Regions from separate parts of the Triticum aestivum genome. Here region 1 is linked to region 2. Evidence: chromatin contacts called from public Hi-C data. All regions are on one chromosome and are shown on one strand. Each heading gives the region's core, a stretch centred on a gene start, on an enhancer-like site or on the middle of the called end of the contact. The rest is flanking DNA. Distances are from core to core; before and after follow the strand shown. Region 1 holds the start of LOC123070435. Region 2 holds the start of LOC123070433.

Region 1 (3,758 bases), core at 356-2,855, 390 kb after region 2:
ACGTTATTGACAAACAAATTGACTTGGTCGAGGGTATAAATTTCATATTGTGTAATGGTTCACCTATGGTTGTTTTTTGTTTTGTACTCTAGTTAATCATTAATAAGAATGGTTATGTTCATCATAGTGGTCTAGAAGCTGAGGGTTTAAGCTCCTTTTCCAAAAGAGAAAAAAAATGAGGGCAAAGATATGATCTTTTCGCCTTATGCTCCTGCGCCGACCTCCATTCTAATCTGCTCCCAATGCCTCCCAGGATCCATAAACGCACGAGGCGAGACATCGCCGTGCCCTGAGACCAACGGCTGCCTCGCCTACACCCCTAGGTTAAATGGGCTACGCCAAGCTTGTGAGAACAGTAGCTTGCTTATCTTTTATGTACTTTCATTTTTTCTGTATTTTTGTCTTCTAATTCTTATTTTTATTTTTCTTTATATTTATATTTACATTTCTATAAATCCTCTAAAGTATATTTTTAAAATATTTTATTTTTATGAATTTTGCAAACAATGTTCTCTGTATATTGAAGAAATGTTCACGCAGCTCAAAAAAAGAATCTCATTTTTTAATAAAATTTTCATGACACTTAAAAAAAAGTTTACACATAAAGAAAAAAATGTTCATGACATTTAAAAATATGTTGGTAGCATTGAAAAAAAATGTCCACACCTTTAAAATGTTATCATGACATTTTTTTATATTTTTTATGAATTAATAAATATCCATTGACGCAATGTTTCAAAAAATATTCATGGCATAGAAAAAATAATTGATAACCTTTAAAAAATGTTTGTAGCATCTACAATTTTTGACATGTTTTTAATGTTCATGAAAATTTAAAACATTATTCACAAAATTTTCTTAAAAATATCATAACACATATAAAAAGTTGTTCATAACTATTTAAAAGAATTTTTCATGAAAATATAATATTTGGTTCATGCAATTTTGGAAAAATGTTCATGCCATATTAAAAAAATGTCCGGAACTATTGAAAGAAATGGTCACAACATTTGAGAACTGTTCGAAAAAATGTAAAAGATTATTCAAGATATTTTTGAAAAATGTTCATTACATATTAAAAAATGTTGACTCTCTTTATACAAAAGAAAGTGGGAAAAATAAAACAAAGAAAAAACGAAAACAGGAAAACAAACAGGAAAAGATAAAAAGAAATAAGAGGAAAATCCAATAAAAATGAAAAAAAATAGAACCAGACAGAAGGTTTCTAAAACCGCTCCTAGGAAGGTTACAAATCTCTCCGATCCGGTATGTAGAAGATTCCTAAAACCGCGTTGGGCCAACCCTGCCGATCCGGTAGGTAGAAGAAGATTCGCAAACCGCTTGTTGGGCCGACGTTAAGCTTGGGGATAGCATTTCAAGTTTTAGCTTGTGCAACGAGTTCTTTTTTCAACTTTATCACTAGTGCCTTTCACAAGGCTATCACCTGACTGTCACACAAACAGAAGAAACTCGAATCAATATTAAGCTACAACCAAGGGTGGCCAACCAGAACCCCGCACAAATTTACGGCTAACTTTTTCTCGCAGTCCAGTCCCGTGCTCTCTACCACCACTAGTTAACCGCCTTCTTCTCAAGCGCGAACAGGATCTTCTTTTATAGCCTCTCCAGTCCTCGTCTCTCCTCTTTAGCCCACGTACACCCTGCTCCTCTCCTTCCAACACCAACCAATGTTACTACGCCTCCTCGCGCTGATCTTTGCCGCCGTCTTGGCGGCGTCCTCGAGCTCCGTCGATGCCCGTGTCCTTCACCCTATCTTCCTCCCCTTCGGCGACAATGGCCGTCGCCTGATCGGCATCCAGCGCTGCGAAGAATGCTTCGGCATATGTCAAGAGGTACATACATACAGTGAATGAATCTATAACGTGCGTGCTCTGCAGATCAAACATCCTTACGAATACGTTCGCATGTTTGCCATTTGTGCGTGCGTGCAGGTGCACTACAGGACGCTGTGTAGCACGATGGCGACGCTGCCCGGGGTGACGACCCCGCAGCAGCTCCTGGACACGGCCCTGCGGATGACGGCGGCCAAGTCGGCGATGACGGAGATGCGGCTCGACGAGGCGATGAGGGCAGGCCTGGGCAACACCATCCCGATGATGTCGTCGCTGCAGTCGTGCAGGGACAGCTACGCGTCGCTGACGGACTCGCTGGGGAAGTCGCGGACGACGCTCAAGAAGGGGGGCAGCCGCGACGATCTCATGTCGGAGCTGTCGGCGGCCAGCACCTACTCCACCGACTGCCGGGACATCTTCGGCGAGCGCCCGGAGCTCAAGTCGCCGATACGCGGCGCGCAGCGCCACATCACGCGCCTCGTCAGCAACTGCCTCGACCTGGCTACCGCCATCAGGCAGCCCTGAGCGGTGGACGGTGCTTCCGGTTGACGTTTCTTGGACACCATTTAGATTTTGGCATGTAGTTTTATTCTTTTCCGCATTACGTGTATTTTAGTCTAGTGTGTAGATTTGTCATCTAGGATGGTATTGCGTTTCATAGGTAACCTGTCGATAGAGAAAAAATGTCTTTTAGTTGACGCCGGTCTATTCTGTACTCGGAAGTTAGATTTGTCGGAATGGATCTTCTTTTTCGGTTCAGCTTATACATGGCCAAATTCCCCCTTGGAAAGATGCAGCATTTGCAATAGTCTCTGACTCGGTTACGTACAGATTGCAAGCATACTCATGCAACACCAGCCTTCGCGTTGTATATAACTTGTCGGATGAAGGATGAGCCAGAGAGGCAAACAACTTGCGCTTTTGGTTCAGCGTGCGCTCCAAATCTCCTCGGTGAGGAGAGGACTCGCAGCGCTTCCAAATCTCCGTGGTCTGGCACGCCAGGGAGAAGACCAAGAGCCCGGGTCACGCCATCTTGCCCTTGCTCTCTTGTGAAGAATTTCATGCACCTGCTTTGGGGCCGGGTTTCAAGCCAGAGCTGTCGCCACACACCTGCGTTGGGGCCGGGTTCGAGCAGGATCTCTCGTTGCAGTCCCGCATATTTATCTCCCGGAAACGGCTTTGCAGAATTTACAGGTGCGAGCCAGCACAGCACAGCATCTTCACGATTGGATGTCTAAACAGTTAACATGCAAGTCAGGTGTCAACATTAGCCGCATGGAGGATCGCGTTGAGCTCCACACAATAGCCACCAGCTGTTTTTTTGTTTTATTTTCTCCGTCCACCATTCAGAGAAGCCTCGATAGCTTCAACCCAAACTTCAAAAGCAATATTCATGTATGACAAGTGCTCATTTGTCACAAATCAGCTCTATATTTCACTGTGGCAAAAAAGGAAATAAAAACAAATGTGTCACCAAAAATAATAACAATAAATCAATTATGATACAAGTTAACTCGTCCAAAGGAAAAAAAAACAGTGTTCTTCTTTCTCAAAACTGTACTTGATGTGTAAATTACAGTGACAAGCCACAAAAAAACCTTGCGCGCTACAGCTTTTTGGGAGATGACTTCCATGTTCATTTCCCAATTCATCTATACGCTGTAGCGAGCAAGAACTATGTATTCCAAAAGCCTCACAGCTTCATTGGTGTCTTCCTTTTCTAGTAGCCACACCACAGGAAACTCATATAAGTCTTAGTTCGTATTCACCTGCCATGGTAATGTATCTAACCCACGGAAGCGCCTGGTACCCACTCTTTTCAATGATCTTTAGATAGCGAACCTGTGAAGTACATAATGCCATACTTTTTACTCGAGGTGCCATAGAAAAACATACAATAGTACC
Region 2 (3,582 bases), core at 280-2,779:
TGGAGTAGATGTGTAAATATATTCCAAGAACGAATTATGTGCATCGGTGTTCATTTAAGGGAAAGAAAATTGTAACAATGTGTATGGGGGATGATCAGATGTAAAGCAATGAAATTACCTATTTTTAATCACCAATTACTTACATGCCTTTTAATGGAATAAATGCTACTAACAGGCACAGATATATGATTGTGTTAAATGGTAACCAACATAACTGATTTCCCTCAGCTAATAAAAGGTGGGACTGGGAGGTAAAGGAATAAGATAAAAGACACTATCAGAGTTGTTGAGGATGAAAAGAACAAATTTCTGAATTATCACAGAAAGGATACCTGTCAACAGGGAATCCTCAAACACGGCTGAGAGTACTCTGCGCAGGTAAAGCGATGGAAGAACCAAGAATGCCACAAGAATAGTTGGACCAACAAACCATACTAATCTAGATGCTTCCTTGCCAGGATGTGGCACACTCTCCACACTTAACGTTTGAGAGCTGCCGCCATGAAATGAGATGAATCCCGGTTTTCCAGCACTCCTCTCAGTAAAATCGGAGCCCAAAGATGCAGAGGAATCTGCAGTATTGCTCTTGGTATCTTCTAAGACCGGCGTGTCCGAGGTAAGTGAAGCGATTGGCTCCTGTTTGTCGCTAGCAGTGCAGGAAACAATTCGCTTAATATGTCCATCATGGTTGCTGGAGCTCCTTAGAACTTGTTCTGTTAACACGTGGTAAATTCAACGTAAAGGGCTATGTGTATTCAATAAAGAGCTTTTCAGAAAGTAAGGGAAAAGTTACCTTTTAGAGTGCCCAAGTACTGCATCCTACTTCCATTTACCCTTTGAACTGCAAATGATCCTGCAAGCTGAGAGAGATAACCCTGTGTCATACGCTAGTACTGCTAAACCAGACAATTCACTGCAATTTTCATGTTCAAAGCATCCAGAATCGCAGAAGTATATGGAGCATAGAGTAGGTACATGTAAGTATGTAACTGTGCCCATTCTAAGAAAATTTAAGAGGTACTCGTATTTCAATAAAAAGTCTACCAAAAAATGACTGAAACTCATTGGCACGTTGACATCGCACCCAATAGAGGGAATAAAATCATCCTTTTCGAATTATCCATACGGGGGACTAAGGCCTCCACCAGTAACTAATTAAAACTCACCTAATCGCTAACCAAGCACGAAAGAGGAGGTCATACAGGTAGAGGAAAAATGCTCTAGGCGTTTTAGCACGAGGAGGAGGGGATTGCCTTGGGATAGGAGTAAGCTACGGAGCTGAGGCGGCAGCGAGGAGGGGCGGAGATGGCCGGCGCGGACAGGGAGGCGGCCCTGGGGCGGAGCCGGAGAACGGTGGGGCCTGCCACGGCGGCCATGGTCCGTGGCGCTATCTGACAGCAGCAAGGGGCGCGGGTGGGAAGAGGACGGTGGGACGGACGGACGGGCGCCCCGGCCGCTTGGCCCGGTGAGGTTTGTTTGGTGTGGTGGTCGTCAGACTGCCGCACGAGAACTGTGGCGTCGGGGCCCAGATGTCAGATTTTTCCTTCTTTAGAAAAATTTAGGTTTTTTTTAGCGAAGTTTGTTTTCTAAAGAACATGCATATGCGGACGGGCCTAGTATGTACAGCTGGGCTGTAATTTCACGGGGAAAACACGGCCGGGCAACTCGAGCCGATCGGCAGACAGCCAGCGGCGCTCCGCACGTCCGCGTGGGATGGGCCAGTCCATTGTATTTCCATGAGCGTTGTTATTATTGACGATCAATAAAATAGAGCGTATTTTAGCCTAAAAAGCAAGATGTAAAAGGGAGTGTTGATGGGGCGATTTCAGTGGAGCAAAGGAAGAGCTTGCCGGCGGCCGGCGGCAATTTTTCACTAAAAAAATGGAGCTTTCTTGGGGGCCTTCGTTCTGGTTATGGACAGAGTGATGGATTCCTGATCTGTTGAAGCAATTGCATATAGGAAAGCTTTATGCCTCGCTCACCCTTCCTTTGGCGATTCGCTAGAGTTCACGTAAAACCTTGCCGATCGCCGGTTCCATCCGACTGCCGATGAGATCTACCTATTCCCGTCGCGCACGTTCGCTTGCATGACGGATCAAAGGCAACAGAAGCCAGGGGGTCAGGGGGAAGAGATGGCGGCGGAAGTAAGTCTGGGTGTAGGGGAGGTGATTGGATCTGAAGCCCCTGAGGGTTCTTGAGAAAAGAGCAGCCAAGTCAATTCTAGGGCTGCGGATGGGGGGAGTCATAGCTCGCAGGTAAGAAGGAACGCATCTGAGGGGGGGGGGGAGATGAGCACGACACGTTCTTTGGGACGGGGCCTGATCTTGAGGATTAGTTCGCCGGGATGAAGCTACATGGGAAGGAAGAGGAGGATCTTGATTTCTCGGAGGAGGTGGAAGATTTGATCAAGGATGTTCACTGGTTGGTCCTGTTTCGTGTTCATACGACAAAGCTGTTTAGCCATGCGACGCTCTTGACACAGATGTGTAATGTCTGGTCGGCGACGCAGGGGGTCACCTTCAATATCAAGGGGCCCAACCTGTTTCTTGTCCAGTGCCACTATTTGGGAGATTGGAGGAAGATCATGGATGGAGGGCCGTGGCTGTTCCGGCGGGCGCCCGTTGTGCTTCAGGAGTACGATGGGTTCTCTGATGTTAATGGTTACAGACTAAACAAGATCCCGCTGTGGGCTCGAGTCAAGGGCTTGCCGGATGGACTTACAAGGAGGAAGGAGTTGGCGGAGAAGGTTGCAACAAAGGTGGGAGACCCTCCGTTTACAGTTGTAGTGAATGAGGGGAGGATAAATCCGGCGAGTACGTTACGAGCCAGGATCTTTGTGGATGTTTACGAGCCACTAGTCAGGTTTGTTCCAGTTACTTTGAAGGAGCTCAAAAAGTTCAGTGTTTTCTATGAAAAGCTACCAGACTTTTGCTTTGCTTGTGGTCGGATGGGTCATCTGGCTGATGAATGTGGAGACGACATACATGACCCAGACTCGTTCGAATGGGGTGATTGGCTGCTGTGGTAGCCGGAGATGTCAGCCTCTCAACCGTACGGTGGTGGAGGTCGAGGAGATGGTTTTGGCAGAGGTCGGGGAGGCGATGGTGGAAGAGGGGCTAGAGGACGAGGAGGTAGAGGCCCGTCCGGGGGTCGAGGAAGGGGAGAAGCTGGAGGAGCAAATACGCATGGGTCACAGCAGATGGATGTGGATGATAGGAGGGAAAATTCTGGTAATGGAGTAGAGAAGGGAGCTCGGAAGAGGTTGGTAGCTGCGGATGGCTCACTAAATATTAGAGGACATCAGCTTTCTCATCTGGCAGGCAAGGTTGCAGGGATTGTTCTGTTGATTGAAGGGGCATCTTCATCTGCTCCCAGCAACACAGTGGTCTCTACACCGGAGAAGGTACACATTGTAAAGAAGAGGGGACAGGAGGGAGAAGAGGGTGAAGATATGGAGCTTATGAACAAGGCGGCCTCCCTCGAGGAGGGCCGCCAAGCCTGATGAGGACTTTATGCTAGAATTGTCGTGGGATTGGCGACCCCGCGACAATTAACGAGCTCCGTGCTCTCGGGGAGGAAAGT

Evidence for each region. A called contact is a pair of places that touch in the nucleus more often than the background predicts.
Region 1: a Hi-C map of leaf shows a contact between it and region 2, with 4 times the contacts expected there. The contact joins the promoter of LOC123070435 here to the promoter of LOC123070433 in region 2. A contact is called at or near these places in 3 of 5 Hi-C or Micro-C datasets (all in leaf).

What each region holds. Positions count from the first base shown.
Region 1 is chr3B:471,000,905-471,004,662 of IWGSC CS RefSeq v2.1, forward strand. LOC123070435 reads left to right here and starts at 1,606. Exons shown (of 2, transcript XM_044493660.1): 1 at 1,606-1,853; 2 at 1,953-2,612. The coding sequence starts at 1,689. The coding sequence ends at 2,378. It overlaps LOC123070434 (AP-1 complex subunit mu-2), which reads right to left. Exons shown (of 11, transcript XM_044493659.1): 11 at 3,265-3,695. The coding sequence ends at 3,597.
Region 2 is chr3B:470,613,755-470,617,336 of IWGSC CS RefSeq v2.1, forward strand. It overlaps LOC123070433, which reads right to left and starts at 1,530. Exons shown (of 5, transcript XM_044493658.1): 1 at 1,254-1,530; 2 at 794-860; 3 at 333-713. The coding sequence starts at 1,376.